2 separate regions of the Mus musculus genome follow, and region 1 is linked to region 2. The links are chromatin contacts, called in public HiChIP or PLAC-seq maps. All regions are on one chromosome and are shown on one strand. Each heading gives the region's core, a stretch centred on a gene start, on an enhancer-like site or on the middle of the called end of the contact. The rest is flanking DNA. Distances are from core to core; before and after follow the strand shown. Region 1 overlaps Osbpl3 (oxysterol binding protein-like 3). Region 2 has its middle 46 kb from the start of Gm31226.

Evidence for each region. HiChIP or PLAC-seq counts read pairs in DNA pulled down with a chosen protein or histone mark.
Region 1: an H3K27ac HiChIP or PLAC-seq map of thymic regulatory T cells shows a contact between it and region 2, with 6 times the contacts expected there. The contact joins two enhancer-like sites. A contact is called at or near these places in 2 of 115 datasets of contacts at active chromatin or transcription factors (regulatory T cells and thymic regulatory T cells).

What each region holds. Positions count from the first base shown.
Region 1 is chr6:50,373,946-50,379,391 of GRCm38.p6, forward strand. The region is part of intron 2 of Osbpl3 (oxysterol binding protein-like 3); the gene reads right to left. Among named protein-coding and RNA genes, the nearest start is that of Gm52900, 5.0 kb to the right of the region's middle. Within about 2 kb of position 4,091, at least 157 of the 459 cell types and tissues checked have an H3K27ac peak or open chromatin away from gene starts, as enhancers often do. A contact at or near this core is called in regulatory T cells and thymic regulatory T cells, where this site is marked.
Region 2 is chr6:49,584,296-49,590,004 of GRCm38.p6, forward strand. No RefSeq gene overlaps it. Among named protein-coding and RNA genes, the nearest start is that of Gm31226, 46 kb to the right of the region's middle. Within about 2 kb of position 2,441, at least 14 of the 459 cell types and tissues checked have an H3K27ac peak or open chromatin away from gene starts, as enhancers often do. A contact at or near this core is called in regulatory T cells and thymic regulatory T cells, where this site is marked.

The DNA.
Region 1 (5,446 bases), core at 2,841-5,340, 790 kb after region 2:
ACCATAAGAAAATCGTCACATCCCCGGTGTCGGTTAAAGGAGGGAAACAAGTCTTGTTCAGGAGAAATGAGCCCAGCTTCTCAGCATCTTCTATGACTTGCCCATCCTTGTAAAGACAACAGAGCCAGAGAGTAATGATCGCAAAGTCAAGGCCCAAAGCCTAATTCATAATTGGAATAGCTGATTATAGTGGCACAAGCCTAGAATCCTACACTTAGAGGCAGAGGCAAGAGGATTGAGAGTTTCAGGACAGCCTGGGCTATATACAGGGACACTGTTTTAAGAAATAAACAAGCAGGGCTGGAGAGATGGCTCAGCGGTTAAGAGCACTGACTACTCTTCCAGAAGTCCTGAGTTCAATTCCCAGCAACCATATGGTGGCTCACAACCATCTGTAACGGGACCCCATAACTTCTTCTGGTGTGTCTAAAGACAGCTACAGTGTACACATATAAAAATAAATAAGTTTTTTTTTAAAAAAAAAGAAATAAACGAGCATACAAAGAAATAAACACAGCTTTAGTGTGCTCAAGGCAGGGAGGTAACTGTAGCCTTAGAGTCTCTCTGGAACACACCTGAATCTTGTCTTTTGGTAGGAGAAGCACAAAGAGATTATGAGAGTTCCACATTTGTACTCGTAAGGGCTTTATTTTCGGTCTTCTTCTAGAGGAAGAACATTGCTTTAACTATTTCTACAAATAGTCTGTCCTCAATGGTGTGTGCATTTGGGGAAATGGTAACTGTGGAAAAAGGTCTTTAGTTTCTTTGAGTTGTAAGAGGCGTAGCAGTCTTGGGCTTCAGAAGCCAGGAAAGGAGGGGTTGGGGCTCAGCTTTGTCTCGTCTACCCAAACCAAACACCTTAACCCCATTTTCTGAACTCAGTCCCATGGCATCCTGAGAGGTACTGAGTATTGAGTACTGAGATAGTGCTAGTTCCTGTTTGCATAGGAAACACCCTCCACCAAAACAAGAAACAGTAACTGTGATTTTTTTTTTTAAAGCTACAGCTTGAAGTAGGACAGCATCAGTTCAAACCAGGCCTGGATCTCTCCAAGGCCTGTGCACGCTGTGTTGTGCATACATACCTCCCTCTATTCATTCCCAGATAACATCTCCATCTTCTTTCCCAGATAACTGAATGTGAAGGGTTTTTTTTTTGTTTGTTTGTTTCTTAGGCTCATCTTAGGTTGTTATTCTTACCTATTTAAGACATTTTTTCCCCCAGAAGATTTATTTATTTATTTATTTGTGCGTGAACATTTTGCCTGAATGTATAGCTGTGTATCCTGTATGGGCCAAGCACTCTCATACTGAAATCAGAGGAGGGTGTGGCAGCCTCGGGAACTGGAGTTACAGGTTATTACTGAGGGAATTATGAGATACCCTCTGGGAAATCAAAGCCAGGTCCTCTGCAAGAGCAGCAAATGCTCTTAATTGAAGAGCCATCTCGCCAGCCTCCCTCCCCCCAATTTTGGTAGAACTCTATTCTCTTTTCCTTAGTAGAAGCCCCCAAATGGCATGTGTTTGCATAAATTATGCTCACTAGACTTGTAGATACAACTGGTTTTCCACCAGCTTGATCTGAGAGCTTTCTAAAGAAGCTGAACAGTGCTAGGCCAGCTCTGAGGCCTGGTGGGGTAACTTCGCCTTGGCCTCAGTATTTGGCGTTGCACTTTGGATGTGCAGGCTACATGATTTAGAAGAAGGGGCGAGTCAATGGGTCCCCGCCTTCTTGGTGATAACGCTGACTTGAAAGCAGGCCTTACACTGAATTCTGTCATAGATCAAACACTTGTAATAGGTTGATACACAGAACCTGTGAGGCCCCTCCAGCACACCACAAGAATTAGAAGAGATTTTTCAGCACTTCCCTTTACAGGAGGATCAGCCGCAGGGGCTGCTGGGAATTGCAGAAGTTCTGTTCCTCAAGCCAGGTGGTAGTTCCATATTTGCCAAAATACAGTTCTATATGTACTCTAAGCTTGGTGCACTTTACTGGAAAAAGCCACAGTAAAAGAAGAATGGATATAAATGACCATTCTGTGTATGACAGGGAAGCTATTACATTTTGTTCAGATCAGCATGTTCCTTGAGTTAGATAAAGTTTTTTTTTTCATCCAAGGGTCACTAAGTGACGTGGGAACACCTGAGTGTCTTTCATGGATCCGTCCTCATGTCAGCATCTCAGAGATCCCTGAATCAGCAACTGGACTCCTGGTCCCACATGCCTCCTGAGGCATTTATCATTACGGCTTTTGTAGGCCAATGCAATCAAGATACCTCCAGTGGCCCATCCCAATCCTGTGGAGTCCTCGCGAGTGGATGCAGGAATCCTTTCCTCTGACAGCCCTGGCGTAGCCATGCAGAGGCCCTGAGCGTGGATGTGGTAGTTGTCCCTTATACAGTGGCCTCCAGTCGTGGTGCTGGAACTTGTTTGAAATTGATAGTACCAGACTCCAACACAGATTACAGAATCTCAAAAGAGGGCAGAGCTCAGGGGCCGGTTATAACCTGTCCTCCCGGTGATTCTGAGGCACACGTTGAGGCACCACTTGGACAGATTAATATTTTATCCTCAGCATAGGATCCAACGTCTCTGGTATTTATTTCTTGGGAGGTTGGAGGAGACCCTCACCACCATTCCAAGGCACATTGGGGCTGGCTGTATCCATTCCTTAACCAGTGGGTGGCGAATATCAACTCCACATGTTTCTAATCCCTGTTCCTACTCTATAAATCATGAGGCAAGATTTGGTGTGCCACTCCCTAGAAAACCAAAACACAGATGAGCCAGGGTGGTTACCTCAAAACAAACAAACACAAAAAAACAAAAAAACAAAAAACCAGAAAACAAAAAACAAAAAGACAAACCACCTCAAAGGCACACTTCCTCTCCAACAAAGCCACACCTTCTAGTCCTTCTCAAATAGTGCCACTCCCTGATGACTAAGCATTCAAATATAGTAGCCTATGAGGGCCATTCTTATTCAAGCCATCACACCAATTACCTCTATGGTATTAAGAAATCTTTTCTTCCTGGTTCTGAGACAGGTCTCCTCCTCCAACCCTCAGGTTTAAGTTTGAAGAAGAATGTTGCACTGAGGTATTCTGATGATCTAGTCACATAGCCACGAAAGGACTCTAGAGTGACTGTGCACATCTTAAGCAGAACCCAAACTGTTTCCTTTCCTAAGCGTGAGCTGTTGCTCTGCTGGACGATAGTCATTCCAGCATTTCAGAGTGGGTGGACAGAACCCTGTGCAGAGTTAGGATCCACCCCTGTATGCCGGTCATTGTCTGTGGGAGCCTGAACCACATCAGCCGTAACTCCAGAATGAAGCTGAGATAGAAGTATCTTCTCGTAAATTCTGGTCTGGAGATCAAGGTGTGCAACCAGGGTTGCGTATTAGTCTAGAGCTTTTCAGATAGTCCCTTTAACAGTCTTCCCAGAGGCCATCCACTCTGGGTACCTCGTACCAATCTCAATCATTATACCCAACAGTTTCTCCACCCAACTCCCAAGAAGACTGAGGGAACACGTCTTCTGCTGTGTGCTGGGGCCAAACCACCCTGGGTCGCTTGACTCAGCGGGGCACCTGTCTCCGGCTGCCTCACCATAAGGAGTGATGTCCCCATGTTCAGCCTGTCCTGTCCAGTTAGCTCTCCTTAGAAAAAGATGGAACAACCTGATTTGCTGTTTTGTGAAGAGGAAGAAAAAAAAGAACCAAACCCAGCAGCTTTTGCTCTGGGTCTGGGGCTCCAGCCTTATAGTCTTCGGGCTTTCCAGCTTCTCTCACGAGCCCAGCTCACTGCAAACCTTAGCTCTGCAGACATGACTCTAGCATGCTTGTGCAACCACCCTGGGGCCTTCCCAGGTCATGTGCTGGAGAATGTTTTCTGCTTCCTCTTAAACCTATATCTGTAGGTACAGCATCTAATGGGTTCTGTGTGTTTACTTTTATTGTGGGCTGAGTACTTAATGTGAAGTTAGCAGACTTCGGGTGTACCGCGCAGGCTTCTTATCTACAGGCAGGAGGTTGCTCACCAGATCTCCAGAGCTTACCTTGCAGAAACACAACCCTGTAACCAGCCCAGCAACATCCTGTTCTCTCCCTCCTCCCATCGCTGCGTCTCTGCGTGTGACTATTTCAGACAGCTTACATAAGTGAGGCTGCCCAGTGTTCCTCTTTCTGCAACTGGCCAATTTCACTTAACACATGATCCATGCTTTTGTCTGCAATAGGATTGTTCTGGTTGTATGACAGGCCACATGCTGGCACTGGGTTCTTGATGCATTCACGGGTCCCCGGGCCTTAGGGTGTTTCCACGCCTTAGCTGTCCTGCGCATGCTCATGGGAAGTACAAGCGCTACCAGAGGCATCTATGAAGGTTCTGCCCTCATGTATTCTTCCTAGACGACTCCACTCTCGGCGATCTTACCTGTGCCCAGAGTTTCAGTAAGGCAGCTCACACCCAGCTCTTTCCCCTCCCCACAGCCTGCTGAGGCCCGGGACTGATCCCTCCAACATCAAAGCTCCTAGTAACTCTCTTGGCGGTCAAGCTGACACCTGGTTCTGATTTCCCAACCAACCACACAGCCCTCATCCAAACAGACTCCTCCCAGATTCCCAAATACCAAGAGTGGCTTCCTCTATGCTCATCACCTCCGACTGGCTTTATATTCTTTTATTCTCAAAACCACGGATCCTGTTTCTCTCCTTGCTTACTTCCTTACTCATCTCATAGTCCCATGACCTCGTCACGGCCCAGGCTTTCCCTCCTGCTCCTCATCCCCAAGCTGCAGAGGGTAAGTAGACATCGCAAAGCCGGCGTGTGACACTTGCCACGATACCGATACCGTTTACGGAGGTCCTTGGACTCCAGCTCTCTGCCACTTGATGCACATTACTAAATGGGTGGTTTTCTCACCTGACAACAGATGTTGATGACAGGAAATTTTGAAATGCCAATATTTTAGCTGCTACTACTCAACCTCCATCTCCAAAATATCACACTCATAAAAGCTCAGGGTACTCCACCCTCCCACAGTGGCACGCCTTTATCCTCATTCATCTGTCTTCATGGAACCCCTCCTCACCCGCTTTTTCTTCCCCATCTGCAGAAATGTCCTCCATCCTCCTCAAACCATTTTAGACAGTGCCTTCTCCATAAAGCCTTTCCTCCACCTCTCCCCATCCCCAAACAGCTTTGTTTCCCTTTTGGACTCCAGCTTTACTTTTGGACTATGAAAGTATTAGTCATGTTTCCTGTAGCTGGAGTCATTCTCTGCATCCTGACGGCTGGAGGCTGGGATGCATCCCACTTACAGGCGGCATTTTATCCGGCTCTGCACTCTGTAGAAAAGCCATGTCCAAAGATTGGTAGCAAGAGTTATTAGGAGCACATGTCTTCCCACAGGCACACGCCTCACTTCCTGTTCCATTTG
Region 2 (5,709 bases), core at 1,191-3,690:
AAGTCTTGTTGTTTAAAACATAAGTATTTATTAGGGAGAAATAAAACTAGGGGGAAAAAAGTGCTGCTTGTGACCTAGCTTGCTTCTTCTGCTTCCTCCTCTTGTGGTGTTTGCCATTGCCTCATTGCCTTCCCTGGTCGTTTCTTCCCAGGTGAAGAAATGTGTGAGGAAGAAAACCGAACACTGATTGTGATCCTCAGAATGAAGTGTCTGCTTGCTCCTTGCTGTGGCACCGACAGAGACAGACTTGTTTGGAATGTGCTAATGTGAAGCTCTGAGGCAGAGGACAGCTTGACCAGCCTCACCCGTTCTCACACCTTCAGCCCAGTCAGCCCAGTCAGCCCAGTCAGCCCTGGGAGGTTCTAACCCTGTCTCACTGGGTCTGCAGGCTTGCCAAGGCTAGGAAAAGCTCAAGTGTGGAGCAGAGGTGGGAGAAGCTGGCATTAGAAAATGTGGGGGACTTTAGTATGGAGTACCTGTGGAGAGAGATGGGGTGAGACTGGGATGGACTTGTGCTAAGTGCACGTGTGGGCTCTTACGTGTAAGTTCATGACTGTAGTTCGCTCTGTAGCCAGGATGTGGTGCAGAATATTTGTCTTTCCTTACAGGTTCACCTGAGCCTTTGCTTGCAGCCTCATCATCAGTGAGGATGATGTTTGCCCAGGTCATAAAGCCAGGGAGTGAAGGAGCCCAGCTAGTGTGTGCATCTGGTGTGTACGCTTTTACTTTAGTGTATGATGCCTGGATAGAATGCCTTTCCCCTTAAGGTAGCTGCCATCCCATCCCAGACTGCAATAGGAAAGGAACACTGAAGTGTCCTCTACTTAATTTCTCAGGCCTGAACAGGCAGTAGGAAAGGAAAAAGGTAGGGGCTGAATCTCATGCTGAAGGAATTCTTCACTGGGGTCTGGGGATGCCCAGGACAGAGTTCAAAGGCAAGTATGAAGTCGGTTGAGTAAGTGTTCTCTGACCGAGGTGTAGAATTTCCTCCAATGATAAAAAGGGTACATCAGCAGCAGCTGAGACTGCCATTCAGAAGATTTACAAATGTAGTAGCCCAAGGTTTGGAAGAGCCCTCCGAGGTCACTGTTGGCCCTCACTATCGGTAGGACTGTGCTACCATGCCACAATGTTGGGAAAAAGTTCCAGTGCTAATTAAGTATGGTCAGTTTCTGTGGATTTTATTTTATGAATTCAAAACATCATTTTGAGAGAAGTCCGTAGATCTCAGAGTGCTATAGTGGTCATGGTCCAAGGATAATTAAAATCCTTAGCAAAAACAGCTGGGGCTCAAGATAATTCACACTTGCCAGAGGACGGAGCGTTTGGTGACTATGTCTCTGTCCTCTAGGAGAACAGATACAACCAACGAAGGGGTGGCACTAATGCCTCATCCATTGGTTCATTCATACTCCCTGCTGGCCACAAAATGTCAGATATAAGACTCTGGGGTCCTTGTCTCATGGGAATTCTACTATAACGGAATGTAACAGTTCTTACACTACAGCCGTACAAGAAATGAGACCGGCTGGGGGCCTGGACAGTGACAAGGCACCTCATGAGGAAGGAGTGGGGGTTCTGGGTGGAGACAGGGAGAGAGGTGGGATGCTTTTCTGATAGGATATTAATGGAGATGACACTTTTCATCTTTTATGTAAACAGCATTTATTGAGCATCCAGGGTGGTGGAGGGGTGATAATGAGCAAGAGAGACCCTTGGATACTGTAGTGGGGATACTGTGTTCCTCACAGTTCATTCTGAGATCCTCATCCCCTGGGTGATGGTATTAGGAGGTGGGGTCATTAGGGATGATGTGTGCCCTTTAAAAGAGCTGAAAAGAGATACCTCAAGTGTGGGCATAGAGACTGGGGCTGGCTATGAAGCCTAAGAGTCAGACCCTCACCATGAACTGGCCAATAGCTCGGTCTTGGACTTCAAAGTCTTGAGAACTATGGAAATAAAATTCAAGGTTTATGATTATCCTAGTCTATGAAATCTGTTAGAGCCTCTTAGACTTATAGACTCATGGAGACGCTTGCTTTTCTATAGAGGTGTGTGTGTGTGTGTGTGTGTGTGAGTGTGATGTAGACAAGAAATAAATTCCATGAGGTAATTAGGAATTGCCTTTTGAAGAGGAGTCTGATGTGGGCAGAACATCCAAAGCCCCTTCTCTAACCGTTCTGTCCTGTCTTCCTCTTCTGACTGGTTCTAGCATTAAAAGTAGGACTCACATTGCAATGTGAGTTTTTCCAATTACTTTTGATTTTCTTCTCTTTTACAAAAGGATGTAGCAATTTTTAAAGTTCATCTGCTAGGAAGGCAGAGCCCTCGTGATTAGTGTGCTGATGAGCCTGGAGGGAGTGTCTAAACGGTGCAAGGGTTGGGGGTGGGGACGTTTATGGGGAATTCCCTCTGCAGTTGTCTACAGAGCCATTCAGCCCCTTTGCATTTACAGAACTGTTTGCGTCATTGGGATGCTTTAAGCGGCACCATCTCTCCAAGATGGGTTGTAAGTTCCTGTTTTGTAAGTAGTGTTTCTTTCTTCACAAGACAGCTCTAAAAAGGTCAGAAGTCTACTCTTTTGAGTGGTACTGTTCTGCTTTGGTTTTAAATGTCATCATCTTCTTCAGTGTTTAGATAGTGTTAGCTATAATAAAACTAATGGCATAGCATTAACTGAACACTTACTGTGCCGGCAGGCTTTGCAGTGCATCGTGCTTTAATCCTCACTCCACGAAGAAGCTGTAGGCTTTGGCAGGGTGAGTTCTTCTTAGATGGTTTGGACTTGAGGCTTATTTCTGTCATTACTAGCTCTTTGACCTTGGGCAAGTTATTCAACAGTAAATGATCTGTACAATGGGGCTTCTTATGGTTCCTGTGCAGCCTATCCAAGGCAGCATGAGGACGGGACTTGAATTGATACCTGGAACACTTTTGCTGATGTACCCAGTTTATGGTTTGGCCTGTGACAGCCGTTATTTATACAGAGCAACAGAATTATTGATCCACTGGCCAAATGACAAAACAAAAATTTAAATGAAGTCATCTGCCTCAGGTCACATACCGAAAAAAGGGATGGCCTCCCACATCTGCACGGTGGTGACTGAGACCATCGTTTCTTGTGCCATGTACGCCTAGGTGGGCAAGTTTGAAAAATACACCACATGGACTTGTCTTTGAGCCTGGGCTCTGCAGGACCATATGCTAAAGTGGGCTAGAGAAGTCTCATCTTTTAGCAATTTTCAAGTAGATCTTTCTCTGTGAATGGTCCCTCTCTAGACCCCATCTCTTAGCAGGAGTTGACAGTATTGGCAGACTGATGGGATGCTCGCCAGAGTGATTAGTTGTTTTGCCTTGAAACCTATTTCCAACGCCTCAGAGAGACGAGGCCCATCTGCTATGGTAACTTCCCAGAAACTCATCGCCTGGAGATCAAAAGTAGGATTTTGGAGCCAGACAGGCCTGGGTTTGTATCACTGGGTTTGTATCAATTGATGTTGGGATGGTGCCTCACGGTTTTCCTCCTTTGAGATGCGGTCTCACTATGTAGCCTTGGCTGGTCTGGAACTTGCTATGTAGGCTAGGTTGGCCTCAAACTCATGGAGGTCCACTTAACTCTGTCTCTCTAGTGCTGAGATGAAAGGTGTGCAGCACCATACCCAGTTCAGGGTTTCACATTTTTGTGGGTTAGTCTGTGTGTGTAAAATGGGGTGGTTTCGCGTCTACTTCCTGGAGTTAAGGGTTGAGTGAGGTCTCACATAGCACTAACAACAGCAGAGTATAAGAAGCTTGAACTTCAGGTTGATCAATGGCTACTAATAGTTTAAGTCCTAAGATTACCAATAACATTATAGGGCTTTTATGTATAGCTGATGCACACCATCTCTGTTTTCGGTGGCAGATATATTCCAAGGCCCCAGTAGACTCCCAAGATCCTGGGGGTTACCGACTCCTGTGTACACCTGTGTATACATGGGCACAAACCACATGCCATCCCCTTAAGGCCACCCACATGCTGTGTGACTTTTGCAATTTGAAATGCTACAGGGAAACTAATTTTTTTTTCCTTTACAGTTACAAAGGTGGGGTTGTTCTTGTCATCTTATTTATAAATACATCCCCTTGTTGCTTTTGTTCCTTATTAAGTCCTGACCTTTACATCTTCACTTAAAGGAAACCCTCTTACTATTCTCTGTGACATATTACACTGGCTGGCATCACTACTCTTGTGCTTTGGGGCCATAATGAGATAAATCAAGGCTATTGGAACACAAATACTGCAAAACGTTGGTAGTTAGTAAAGCCAAGATGGCTGCTATGTAACTATTGGGAAGGTAGTATGTAGAGTGTGGTCACAGCAGACCAAGGGATATTCACATCCTAGATGAGAGTCAGTGGAATGGAATGAGATTTCAATTCACTACTCAGAATAGCTTGTAATTTAACATTTGAATTGCTTATTTCTGGAATTTTTAAAAATATTTTTAGCTCAAAGTTGATCACCAGGTAACTGAAAAGGAGACTGAAACAAAGAGGGAGTGCCATGTTTCAATTCTCCGAATGAATCACTGACATTTGGTTTCATCCGGTGTTTTCTGTTGGAGACCGCAGGTTAGACAGAGCACTGCCTGGGAGCACTGCCTGATTGTCACTAGGCTCATGGGATGACCAACCAGGGATTTGAAGTCTCTCTGCCTTTTGTATCTCTCATCTTGAGTTAAAAGCAAATGCTGACTATTCAATTAACACCACCAGTGAGAATACTCTAGAATCTATTATCTTTACTGTCTAGGAAAACAACAGAGCCCAGACCTTTACTGTGAGCTCTGGGCTGGTTTATCAATTCTATATTTGGCTTCTCTACAAGATAGTTTATAAACCTGGCCCAAACAGAATTTCCCATATGCTCCTTCAAGCTGGTTCAAGTCTCTGCTTTCAGTAAATAACAATATCTATTGTTTTGCACAGGGAAAAAATAGCTAAAGCTGCCTTTATCTGTTTTGTTTCCTCTAGCCTGCCAATCACCAAGCCCTGTGCATTCTTCCTCCTGTAGCTCTCCTGAATCCCTTGCTTTTTCTCCATCCCATTCCTGTGACTGGTCCAGGCCTGGCCTGCCCTGCAACATCACCTTCACCTCACCTGCTGACCCCTGTGCTGCTCTAATCCTATTCTTTTTCTATCACAGGCAGATGGTCTCTTAAAGACACTCCCCTGTGTGAACCCTTCTAGATCTCAATCTTTTTCATAATAGACAGAGCCCTATCTATCTATATGCCTGCCTGCCTGCCTGCTACCTGCCTGCCTGCCTGCCTGCCTGCTGCCTGCCTGCCTGCCTGCCTGCCTGCTGCCTGCTGCCTGCTACCTGCCTGCCTGCCTGCCTGCCTGCTGCCTGCTGCCTGCTACCTGCCTGCCTGCCTGCCTGCCTGCTGCCTGCTGCCTGCTGCCTGCTGCCTGCTGCCTGCTGCCTGCCTGCCTGCCTGCTGCCTGCTGCCTGCCTGCCTGCCTGCCTGCCTGCCTGCCTGCCTGCTGCCTGCTGCCTGCTGCCTGCCTGCCTGCCTGCCTGCCTGCTGCCTGCTGCCTGCTGCCTGCTGCCTGCTGCCTGCTGCCTGCTGCCTGCTGCCTGCTGCCTGCTGCCTGCTGCCTGCTGCCTGCTGCCTGCCTGCCTGCTGCCTGCCTGCCTGCTGCCTGCTGCCTGCTGCCTGCTGCCTG